Linked DNA regions of Xenopus tropicalis: region 2 is linked to region 1. Evidence: chromatin contacts called from public Hi-C data. All regions are on one chromosome and are shown on one strand. Each heading gives the region's core, a stretch centred on a gene start, on an enhancer-like site or on the middle of the called end of the contact. The rest is flanking DNA. Distances are from core to core; before and after follow the strand shown. Region 1 has its middle 51 kb from the start of sesn1. Region 2 holds the start of sesn1 (sestrin 1).

The links. Hi-C and Micro-C count contacts between places; a contact is called where the count stands out from the background.
Region 2: a Hi-C map of liver shows a contact between it and region 1, with 2.8 times the contacts expected there. The contact joins the promoter of sesn1 here to the enhancer-like site in region 1. A contact is called at or near these places in 2 of 5 Hi-C or Micro-C datasets (brain and liver).

What each region holds. Positions count from the first base shown.
Region 1 is chr5:78,055,451-78,060,850 of UCB_Xtro_10.0, reverse strand. No RefSeq gene overlaps it. Among named protein-coding and RNA genes, the nearest start is that of sesn1, 51 kb to the left of the region's middle. Within about 2 kb of position 2,715, at least 1 of the 11 cell types and tissues checked has an H3K27ac peak or open chromatin away from gene starts, as enhancers often do. A contact at or near this core is called in liver, where this site is marked.
Region 2 is chr5:78,105,685-78,111,084 of UCB_Xtro_10.0, reverse strand. sesn1 (sestrin 1) reads right to left here and starts at 2,038. Exons shown (of 10, transcript NM_001129939.1): 1 at 1,822-2,038. The coding sequence starts at 1,899. It overlaps LOC105947405 (a long non-coding RNA gene), which reads left to right and starts at 2,825. Exons shown (of 2, transcript XR_001170831.3): 1 at 2,825-3,044; 2 at 3,957-4,509.

The sequences.
Region 1 (5,400 bases), core at 1,466-3,965:
AGGCTGAGGGACAGTTGGGGGGGGGTCTTGTTTTATGTGTTATTACAGTTTTGCTAAAAAAAAATATGAAATTGCCCTTTAAGTTGCAAGTCTCAGTTCCCCCAAGAGACCTGTTAGGCTTATTAGTTACAATTGTATCTAAGTGCAGGTATAGCTTGTTAACTTTCTGGGCTCTCTGCTAAAAGCTACTTTTTAAATTAAGTTTGAGAAACATTGTATCTTTTTCAGCATTCAGTGCACGAGATCAAAGGGAAATGAGGGACTTTTTAGAAAGAATCCGAGACTGCGGTTGAGCTGTCAAAATCGGGACTGTCCTGCAAAAATTGGGACAATTGGGAAATATGCAACTCTTTTACAAAGCTCAATATGTAGATTATTCATCATTCACATAAATCCTTGCCCCAAGATAGTTTACAATCTAAGGTCCTTCAGAATAGGAGCAATTTTAGTTGGAGTGGGAGGAAACCAACCCAGTTCTGTTATATACATATACCTGTTATGTTAACTTCTAATAGCAGATTAATATGAAGCAAAAATGCAGAAAAAAATTCATACAGACAGGTATGAAAGATAGCTCACAGAAAGTAATACAAAAATATAGTGCGTGCCTTTAATACATTAGGTACTGGCAATGCAGTAGGAGCAAGGTTCATAGGGTCAAGCACATAGATAATTCCTCTCATTGTTTTAGCCCCCTGATGGAGAAACACTCCTCCATTGTTGTTGTTGCTGTAATGTATTTGGCTGCCCAGCAAAATTCTGCAATTGCTTAGACAGCAGAAATGGTAACTACTGTGACATATAAACAAGGCTTTCTCAAGCTTAACCATCAGACAGACTACTAAAAGTGTCCTATTGTGCATTCACCATGAGCAATGAAACTTATATCTAATCGCTTGCTCTGTTAAAGAAGTAAAAATTGCAGTGGACAGTGCTTACTATTATACTGTGGAGACAAAAGATACCCATTTATGACATTTTCACCCGAGTTGTTCCAAGTTTTTATTTTTATTTAATATTTAATTTATTTTATATAAAAAAATTTTTTGCACAAGACAATATGTATTTGTCCTTACCTGGGGTGAGCTGAGGACCCCTGCCCTATAGCAAAATCTAAGACAAGCTTACCATACCAATACTTTAGTTTTAATTTTGCCTAGCCAAATTCATAGAGTACAAATTTACGTATGCCATCTGAAGTAACTTCCCCAGGAGAACACAGTGTGGCTTCTACAATTCTATATCGTCATGGTACAATGCACACTGACCCCCATCACTGTAATGTGTTTACAAACTGCATCAGGCCTGGATTGGGCATCAAAATAGGCCCAAACATTTCAAGTACAGAAGCCCCAAAAAGCTCCCTGTCAGCCCAATAATTAGTGACTGACTATAACGTCTTACAGCAGCCCCTCTGGCATTTGCCAGAACCCACAGATTTCTAGTCCGGGCCAGAACTGCATGTATGAATGTATCTTTTTTCATCAGACATTTGCTTGCAAACTGCAGAACAATAAATGCAACCTGTTATTTGGCTGCTATAAGTAGAATTTTTCAACTGGTAATACATTACTTTGATGCAGCCAATTGCAATATCACCTGTAGTATTATTAACAGAATGCTTGTGGATTACTCTACTGGCACTTCAGGTGACAGCACCTGAGGCAGCCCCCCCACCCCCATTGCACCTCCCCAATGGAACAATTTTTCTCCGCTCAGCCTCCACACGCATCCACAAACACCCACATGAGTTTCTCCATAACCAGCTATGATTTAGTCACCAAAGGTAATCAGGGAGATTTGGTTGCGGAGGATTTACTTAAGTTGCGGAGCAAGGGAAGTGAAGGAAAGAGAGGTATGTTCCCAGCACCTCCCCCACCACTGTGCCCTAGGCACGTGCCCCCCAGGGCTGGCACTCGTTTCAGCTCTAATGGATTTGATCACAAAGGCAGGTCATACATGTACTGATAAAATGTGTTGAGTAAGTAAAAAGGAGCCACTGCTTCTCTTCTGTCCCCTAGCTGTTCTGATCATTCAGGCTGTGTACCATACTGCGTATAGTTCCTTATGAGCTATCCAGAGCCAGAACATGGGGTAGACAGAATATGCAGCTGCCCAGAGAGCAATCTGGTGGGAGGAAGGAGTGCAAGTTAGAAAAAAGGGTCCATAAGGATAACAGCAGAGAGCAGGTACGCTGCCAGAGCAGGGAAAGGAAGGGGGGTCGGCGATCTGTGGTGACATCTGGGGGAGGGAAAGAGGGTGTTGCAAGTGATTGGAGCTGTGGTGTGGGATGGTAAAGTGCCAGGTTTTGAGCACCAATAGATCTTGTAAATCAATGATCCTTATATTAATGCTAAGTATATGCTGTATAAAGAACAGTCCCTAAAGGAAGTTGATATTGTCTAATGGCAGCAGTCTTAGGAACAACACATTATGTACTTCACAGAACAATTAACTGATCAATAACAGGAGCTACTGAGAATGTGACTTGCTGCAGCCAACAATATTGCAAAATTGGGAATTCTGCTTCACCAACATCCACCACCCTCACCCCCTACCCCACCCCAGGTTTCTTGACCCAAGTTCGGATTACTTCAGCACTCTTTGCCAACATGCTTTGCTGAGCCAGAAGAAAAAAAGATTCAAAGTCTGCCTTGTTCTCTTCTGAATACAGACTGGTAGTCTATGATGTGTGCTGTGCAGTCATGTGATGTTTTGAAGCTGGGGCATGGTAATCTTCTAGGAACTGCTATACAGGACAAGCAAATCTATTTAACAGCAGTGCTTGCTGGCCTCCTTTGATTCTCAGAATACATTTTTGGCCTTAGGCTTGCTCTCCTAGGAGCTGCCAGCCACATAAATTCAAGGATTAAATAGAAAAATTGCTTTTCTAATCAGAGATTTTGGTATTTTTACCTATTATATGCACTCTTTGTTTGTTTTTATACAACTGATATAGCCATAAAATAACCTAAACATATAAACATGTATAATATTTCATTAATGGTTAAGGGCCAAGGGAGGTAATGAGGAATGAAGTCTCTGTCCCACAGAGGAGCTTACAATCAAAAGGGGTGTGTAGCTTACAAAAACAACTAGTTGTAGTAAGTGCTGCCATTCATAGTGGTTAAGAGATTGGTTTATAAGTGCTACGACTGAATCAGTCAAACAGTTTAGGTTTGAAGAGGTTTAGTAAAGGGTTTCTTATAAGGGTAATTCAGAAATAGAATACCAGAGTTAGGGCTCTGGCACACGGGGAGATTAGTCGCCCGCGGCAAAACTCCCTGTTCGCGGGCGTCTGCCATCCCGCCGGCGACTTACATGTTCGCCGGTGGGATGGCAGGGGTAGGCAACTCGGGGAGATTAGTCGCCCGCGAACAGGGAGTTTTGCCGCGGGCGACTAATCTCCCTTTGTGCCAGAGCCCTTAAAAAGCAGCAATAGTGATAGCAGTAAAATTGGGTGGTAAGAAATGGTAGTGGCTCTGGGAGAAAAGAGATTTTATCAACAGCAACAAGAAATTATCAGTTATATTTGTACATTTTGGAATTTGCCCCTTGCAAATGTGGTTGTAGTGGCAGATAATTTAATTTTTTTTAATCTAATTTCCTTTTTGGAGTGAGGTTTCCTTTCCTTTTCTGAGATAAACAGGAGACAACTTCATATGGTGTTTTTCACCTTCCTCTGAATCTAAAGAATCTAATCTCTGAAACTAAATAGGATGCAGGTTCAATCTAATGGTCCAACTTGAAGGTCAATGGTTATGTGAATTTTAACCTTAATTACTATGTATGGAGATACAAGTAAGGGCTCTGGCACACGGGGAGATTAGTCGCCCGTGGCAAAACTCCCTGTTCGCGGGCGACTAATCTCCCCAAGTTGCCTACCCCTGCCATCCCACCGGCGAACATGTAAATCGCCGGTGGGATGGCAGACGCGGCAGCGCGATTTCCCGAAATCGCCGAAAAAGACTCGCGAGGCTTTTTCGTCGATTTCGGGAAATCGCGCTGCCACGTGTGCCATCACGCTGGCAACTTACATGTTCGTCGGCGGGATGGCGGGTCATGGCAACTTGGGGAGATTAGTCGCCCGCGAACAGGGAGTTTTGTCGCGGGCGACTAATCTCCCCCGTGTGCCAGAGCCCTAAGAGAGGTAGAGAGGATCTGAGCAGCTAGTCAAGTCAAGAGAATGATTTTGTAAGTTATTCTTTACTTTAAGGGATTCTGTCATGATTTTTATGGTGTAATCTTTATTTCTAAATTACACTGTTTACATAGCAAATAATTCACTCTACCATTTAAAATGTTTTTCCTGAACCAACAAATGTACTTTTTAGCTGTAATATTGGTGTGTATGCACCATCTCAGTGCATTGTGCCTGAGTCTGAGCTTTCAGAAGGAGCCAGCGCTACACATTAGAACTGCTTTCAGTTAACCTATTGTTTCTCCTACTTGCATATAACTGGAGGAGTTCCAAGCCGGAGTCAGATTTTTAAAAATAATTATGTATATGATGCACAAGTTTCTATGAGTCATGTGATAGATACGCTTCTAAAAATCCCACAGGAATAAATAGAAAGTGGATGAATTTTTCTGTGGTAAACTCGAATATCACATGTTGATAAATCTGCCTCTTTAAGGTGAGTACCTCCCATATGTGCAGGCAAAATAAATAAATGAGGGTTGTGCTTAAAATGAGGATAATAGGAGAGGGTATGTTTAATGACTGACTGTGCCCTGTGTAACAAGGGGTATAAGAATTTAATTGGGAATGGATGATTAAAGGTTATCATGATCATTAATTTATTTTTCTTAATTTATGTCTGAAAATCGTGTTATTTTTGCTTTAAGTTGTATAGCTGTACAATACAAAAAATATGTTAAATTTGATTTTGTAGCTGTTCTGATTACATTTGCCAGCTAAGATAAACCCTTGTATGTATTTTGAAAAACAAAATAAACAAAAATGATAGCATATAAACCTGCATGCAACATCATTCAACCCAATTATTAATTGCTTGTTTTCTTTGAAGAGCAGTTACTAAGTCTGCTAGAATATCAACAGTGACATATTAGTTTGTCCCTTCTCTGCTTGTATGTTACAGCAGTTTATTAAGCATATAAGTTGCAACACTATGATGCAATCCATATAACTTTCTAATTTAGCATTAAATGGAATGTGTAACATGTGGCCAAAGAAATATATCTGCTATTTTGGTAGATATAGAAAAACATGAAAAAAAACAGGATCCAAAAAATCCCATTTCAGTGAATTTGTTTCCCACAGATTTTGGGCTTTGGCAGAAAGCATTTGGTCCACACACACACTCCTTTCCCTAAAGAAAATGTACTTCAGAGACCTGCCTGTTTTAACAAGAGACTTGTATGTGCTACGTTGCTTTG
Region 2 (5,400 bases), core at 789-3,288, 51 kb before region 1:
AGGGTTTGGACTCGGTATTCGGCCAAATCCTTTACAAAAGGTTTGGGGGTTCGGTCAAACCCAAAAAAGTGGATTTGGCGCTTCCTACTTATATACAAGGATTGTATGCAGCAATTCCTGTGCAAAGTAACATAACAATAAATAATAAGCTTTTCATTGTTTGCCCTTGTTATAAATATCTATTCTTTTAAAGAGAGATGTAAGATGCAACACGGGTCTATATATACTGTGGCACACAACCATTCTGATTGCCACCACTTCCAATCAAAACGCCAGGGGTCGCTAAGAGCCAATATCATTCAACAGCAATGGGGAGGGCTGTAAGTAGCCATACCTGCCCATATGTTTCTAGGCAGTAATCGTGGGTACAGAACTAATCACTACCATGGCTTGTCAGTGGGTCATGACCTGCTGTGATCCACTGGTGTCTGCAAGTAAGAGAAAGCGAAACATCTAGTGGGCCATAACCCTTAGAAAATTACTTCAATCAGCAAAAGCATAAAAGCTATTTATTTGATATATGAAAAAAGGCTGAGTGCAAATCTTAAAAAGGATTGGGAGGGAATCTTTGGGCTTTTCACTGAGCCTGTAAAAAAAACCCAAGAGGAAGGGGTCAGGCAGCAGAATACTGGGGCCAGGAAGGGGAGGGTTGGATGCTAAAACAACAAGGTAACAACTCTCCGTAAGGCCAACAAGGAACAAAGATTAGTGCCCACTGTAATAGATAGCTATGAACTCACTTATAAGTATTGATGTTTATTAGGGTGGTGTAACCCATAAACAACTGCAGTTGCTGAATTATATCTCTTAGGATCTGTTGCGGCATCCATTTCTGTGAGTTGTAGTTCAGTAACAGACTATCTGTAAAACATCACTGCAAGTTTGCTGCTCATTTTAAAGGGACTGCAACCAGGTATCGTTCTTCCCCAGCCCAAAAATCCATTACTGAACACAGCTTTCCAGAACTTTTGCAGGCTGATTATCTCAGGGCTGCAAATTTAATGACAGGGGCAATTTTTGCCATTGCCCTGTGAGATTTAACAGAGAATGGTGTATATATTGTAATACCTTTTACTTCACCCATTAAATAAAGTTATTACACTACAGGCATTAAGACAAATGAGTCAAATTAGTGAGATACAGAAATCACCACTGCACAAAGGAACAGCTGTAGGCATTCAGTATTGACATAATCTAACATGCAGTCAAGTAAATATTCCTTATGGCACCTATATATAAAATGCACTAAGGACTGGCACTCCAGGTGGGCATCTTAACAGCCAGCGATACAGTAGCACAGTAGAGCATCACAGGAAAGAGGAGCAGCTGCAGCAGCGCTATTCTGCTTCCAGATTCCATGGGTAACAGACTTTATCCTCCTAGTGACCAGAATCAGTAACCGCACTGTGATCAATGGGGGACCAGCATAATCCTAGTGCTAACAAACAGCCTGCTGACACCTCATGCCCTCTCAGCATCAGTGCCTTTGTTACAGCATGGTGGCAAAATACATATATTTATATCTAAGGAATACTTTATAACCTGTTCATTTTGAGAAATACCATATTCACATGGATTTATGCGTCGAAACTGTCATATAGTTTAATTCAAAGGAAACATTATGAATTAGTACCACCAGCGACCAAATACCCATGAAAACAGGTAGAATGCCTGCATGCCATCTTCTGCCAACCAATGACTTTAACTAAGCAGAGGGCCCTATAGCCAACTTGTACAGCAGAGCCCTAAGTGGGCAGCAGTCTATTGTCCCTTTAACTTCATTTAGGCAAGGAGGTGAGAGCTGGGGGCTGCATTCCTTACCTTGTTGTTACAGGACTGGCTGCAGCGGCTGCAAATGATCTCTGGAGGTGAGAGAGCTGCCCGGGGAGATAACCTCATCGTCCTCACGTCCTGTCAGTGTGCAGACAAAGCTCTGTTCGGCAAATGGATGGGCAAAGCTGTTAGTCCACGGGCTGCTTTATTAACACAAAAACCTCACTTGCCCTTTCTTACAGGCTTCGCTTTGGGAGCTGACGGGGGCTTATAGAATGATGTTATGCTGATATTTCAGAACACAATGTCACTGTTGTTACCCGTCCCCCAGCGTTCCGCTGCCTACTGCTCCCCAGCACACTGGCACCGAGTTCAGCTCTTTACACAGACTAATAAACAACAGCCAGAAGGGAGGCGGGGCATACTCGGCTAACACCCCCCCTTTCAGGATAAACCAATGAGATGGAGCATACAGAAACTGCATGGCTTCAGCTGCCAATCCAGTCCCGAACATAAAAAAAAAAAATCAGATTGAAGAGTGGGCGGGGGATCAGTGCCATCCTGACGTAATGGGGGTGTGTGCTCCAGCTTGTGGAAAACAAGAGTCTCTGAAAAACACCAGGCTTTGCAAACATTTTCATTTTTTAACCAGTTAGGTACCGCAAGCAGGTTTGGGGGAAATAAGTACAATGAAACACTTCACAGAGCTTTCCAGAGAGCCCAGGAACAAGGGAGTGACATTCTCCCTTTTTATTTGTTCATTTTATAGCAATGCGTTAAAGTGTTCTAAAAATGCTTGTTGAAGCATATGTATAAAGAAGGGATTTGTGTCTCTGGGCAATTATACATATATCACGGTGCATGCTTGTGTGTAGCAAATATGTGTCCTTAGGTCAGAAGGAAGCTGGGGGCTAAACAGGTTTTTACAATAGAAGGGTGAGCAGTGGAGGAAAGGAGAGGGGAGAGGGGAGAGGGGAGAGGGAAGAGGAGAGGGGAGAGGGGAGAGGGGAGGGGGCAGGGGAGGGGAGTTAGGCAGAGCAAGGTATGTAATGGGATGTATGTTTGTTAAGGATACATTCTTACTTGTTTCTTGTTGAGGATTGGTGTCCATGGAGAATTTGGCAGAGTCTGGATCAGCAGCAGGCATCGTTCAGCAGAAGCAGAAGCATCAGAGTATGCAGGGGTTGCAGGTCAAGAGATGGGTTTGCTGAAGGAACACATGAAGATCAGATGAATTGGTAGGAGAGGGATGAGATGGGGACAGCTGAGAGGTATGGCCTTGGATGCAGCACGCAGAAATACTATACATCTGATGGTTGTACATGCGGGGGGGAATGACCTTACTGCATATAAAACCCCAGCCCTTATTGAGGCCATGAGGGATGACCTAACGGATATATTAAGGGACGAGAGAGTCCAGTGTATAGCATGGTCAGATGTGATACAAAGGCGCAGTTGGAGAGGCGCCATTTCCCACAAGGGCATGAGAAGTCCAGGAGAAAGGTTAATAGAGCCATGCGGAAATTCATGTGTTCACACACAGCTGTTTAGGGAAGATGGAGTTCATTTGTCCAGGGAAGGTTTGGATTTGTTCATTGGGAATATCAGGGCTTTTATTGATGAATGGTGGAGGTCACGGGCCAGGTAGTGGGGCCATTGGAAAAGGACAGGTGTCACCCCTCCCCTTTTTTCCATTGGTTGGCGGCAGTGCGGAGTATGAGTTGGTTGAAGTGCAGGCCTACTTTAGTGAGTCAGTGTACATCAGACTTTGACTGCACGGTCTTCTCTGATGCATGCAAGAGACTGGTTAGCGCCATTTATGCACAACGAGGGAGCAGGGGGATGGGCTTAAGAAAGCGATCACTGAGTGCGCGCGGCCCTATGATCCCTGCTCTAATTGTTTCATGGTAAATTTTTTGGGCATTGCGCCCACATTGGGTAGGGGGATGGGCTTAAGAAAGCAATCACTGAGTGAGCGCAGCCCTATGATCCCTGCTCTAATTGTTTCATGGTAAATTTTTTTGGGCATTGCGCCCACATTGGGTAGGGGGATGGGCTTAAGAAAGCAATCACTGAGTGCGCGCGGCCCTATAATCCCTGCTCTAATTGTTTCATGTAATGGGATGTATGTTTGTTAAGGATACATTTTTACTTGTCTCTTGTTTCCCACCCTCCCTCCCTAGGTAAGCTGATCCAGTTGTGAAGACGGTGCTCCAGGGTCATTGCGACTGATCGCCAAGAAGGGGTCACGAAGGAATTTTTCTCGTAGCGCTAATTGGCCGAAAAGTGCTAGTTTTCGCCTTCCTCTGGAGTACCATTATCTGTGGTGGTCAAAGGCACTGAGTGATTCAGCTGCGGCTCGGCAGTGCCGCTCTGAGGGCATGAGTTGGTTGAAGTGCAGGCCTACCTTTAGTGAGTCACTAGTGTACATCAGACTTTGACTGCACGGTCTTCTCTGATGCATGCAAGAGACTGGTTAGCGACATTTATGCACAACGAGGGAGCAGGGGGATGGGCTTAAAAAAGAGATCACTGAGTGCGCGCGGCCCTATGATCCCTGCTCAAATTTTTTCATGGTAAAATTTTTTTGGGCATTGCGCCCACATTGGTTTTTTGGAGACACAATAGTTTTTGTGTTTGGAAAATAAGAGCCGCAGCTGGGGTCAGGGTGTACCTATATATTGTTTTTATGGTTTCAATTAATAAAAGCCTGTGACCTCCACAGAATTTGCCACATTATGTCTCAGTGTGTTTACTTTGGTGGTAAGGGGGGCAAATCCGGGGGATAGGGGGTTCCTTGACCTAATGATATGGAAGCCTGGGCCTCTGCCAAGATAGCAAAGTACTTGTATCAGCTCCACAGTTGTTCCATTTACTTTGCTCTTTTTATTGGAAACAGTTATATATCCCTGCCGCACAGTGACACACCTTGCAGCCTGTGTGAGGGCGTCACTTCACCTTTGCACTTCCTGCATCCAGGTCACAGCACTTACTAGTCATCAGCATGATAGCCCAGGGCCCCAAAACTACAAAACTAATTTCATTCATCTTGAAAGGAAAATATACCCTCCCTTTTGACATGAGCTCATTCCATTGGGATAATTTACATAGAAATATATGTAAATGTTTTTTTTAACAGTCATACTTGATTCCACAGATGGCAAGAAAACCACGATAGTCATGATCACTGAGACCAGTTCCCCTATTGTGAAGTGATTGATTATGGGACTAATCCTCTGCTTTCTAGAGAATCTGTGCACCAACCACTATGGAAACCAGAATTCATCACTTCACAATGGATTCTGGGACACAAGGGGTTTTGATACACTGTGAGCCTATGCAGAGATGGGAATGGTTTTGCAGAATATTGCAGAATCAGGTATGTCTATGTTCATGCACTTTTTTACATAAACCCAACTGATAAACTCATGTCAAGTACTTACAGTAGATTACTGGTGTTCATCCAACTTTCAGGTACTTCCCCACAGAATCTACACAGAACAGGTTTTTATACAATGATACATAGAGCAGCTACTGTTTCCAGATCCTATAATATTGTAGACCTAGTGTAATATGTAAGAAATGTTACAAAGTTGGCTCCAGGTGCCAGGTATGAGCTTTCTAATA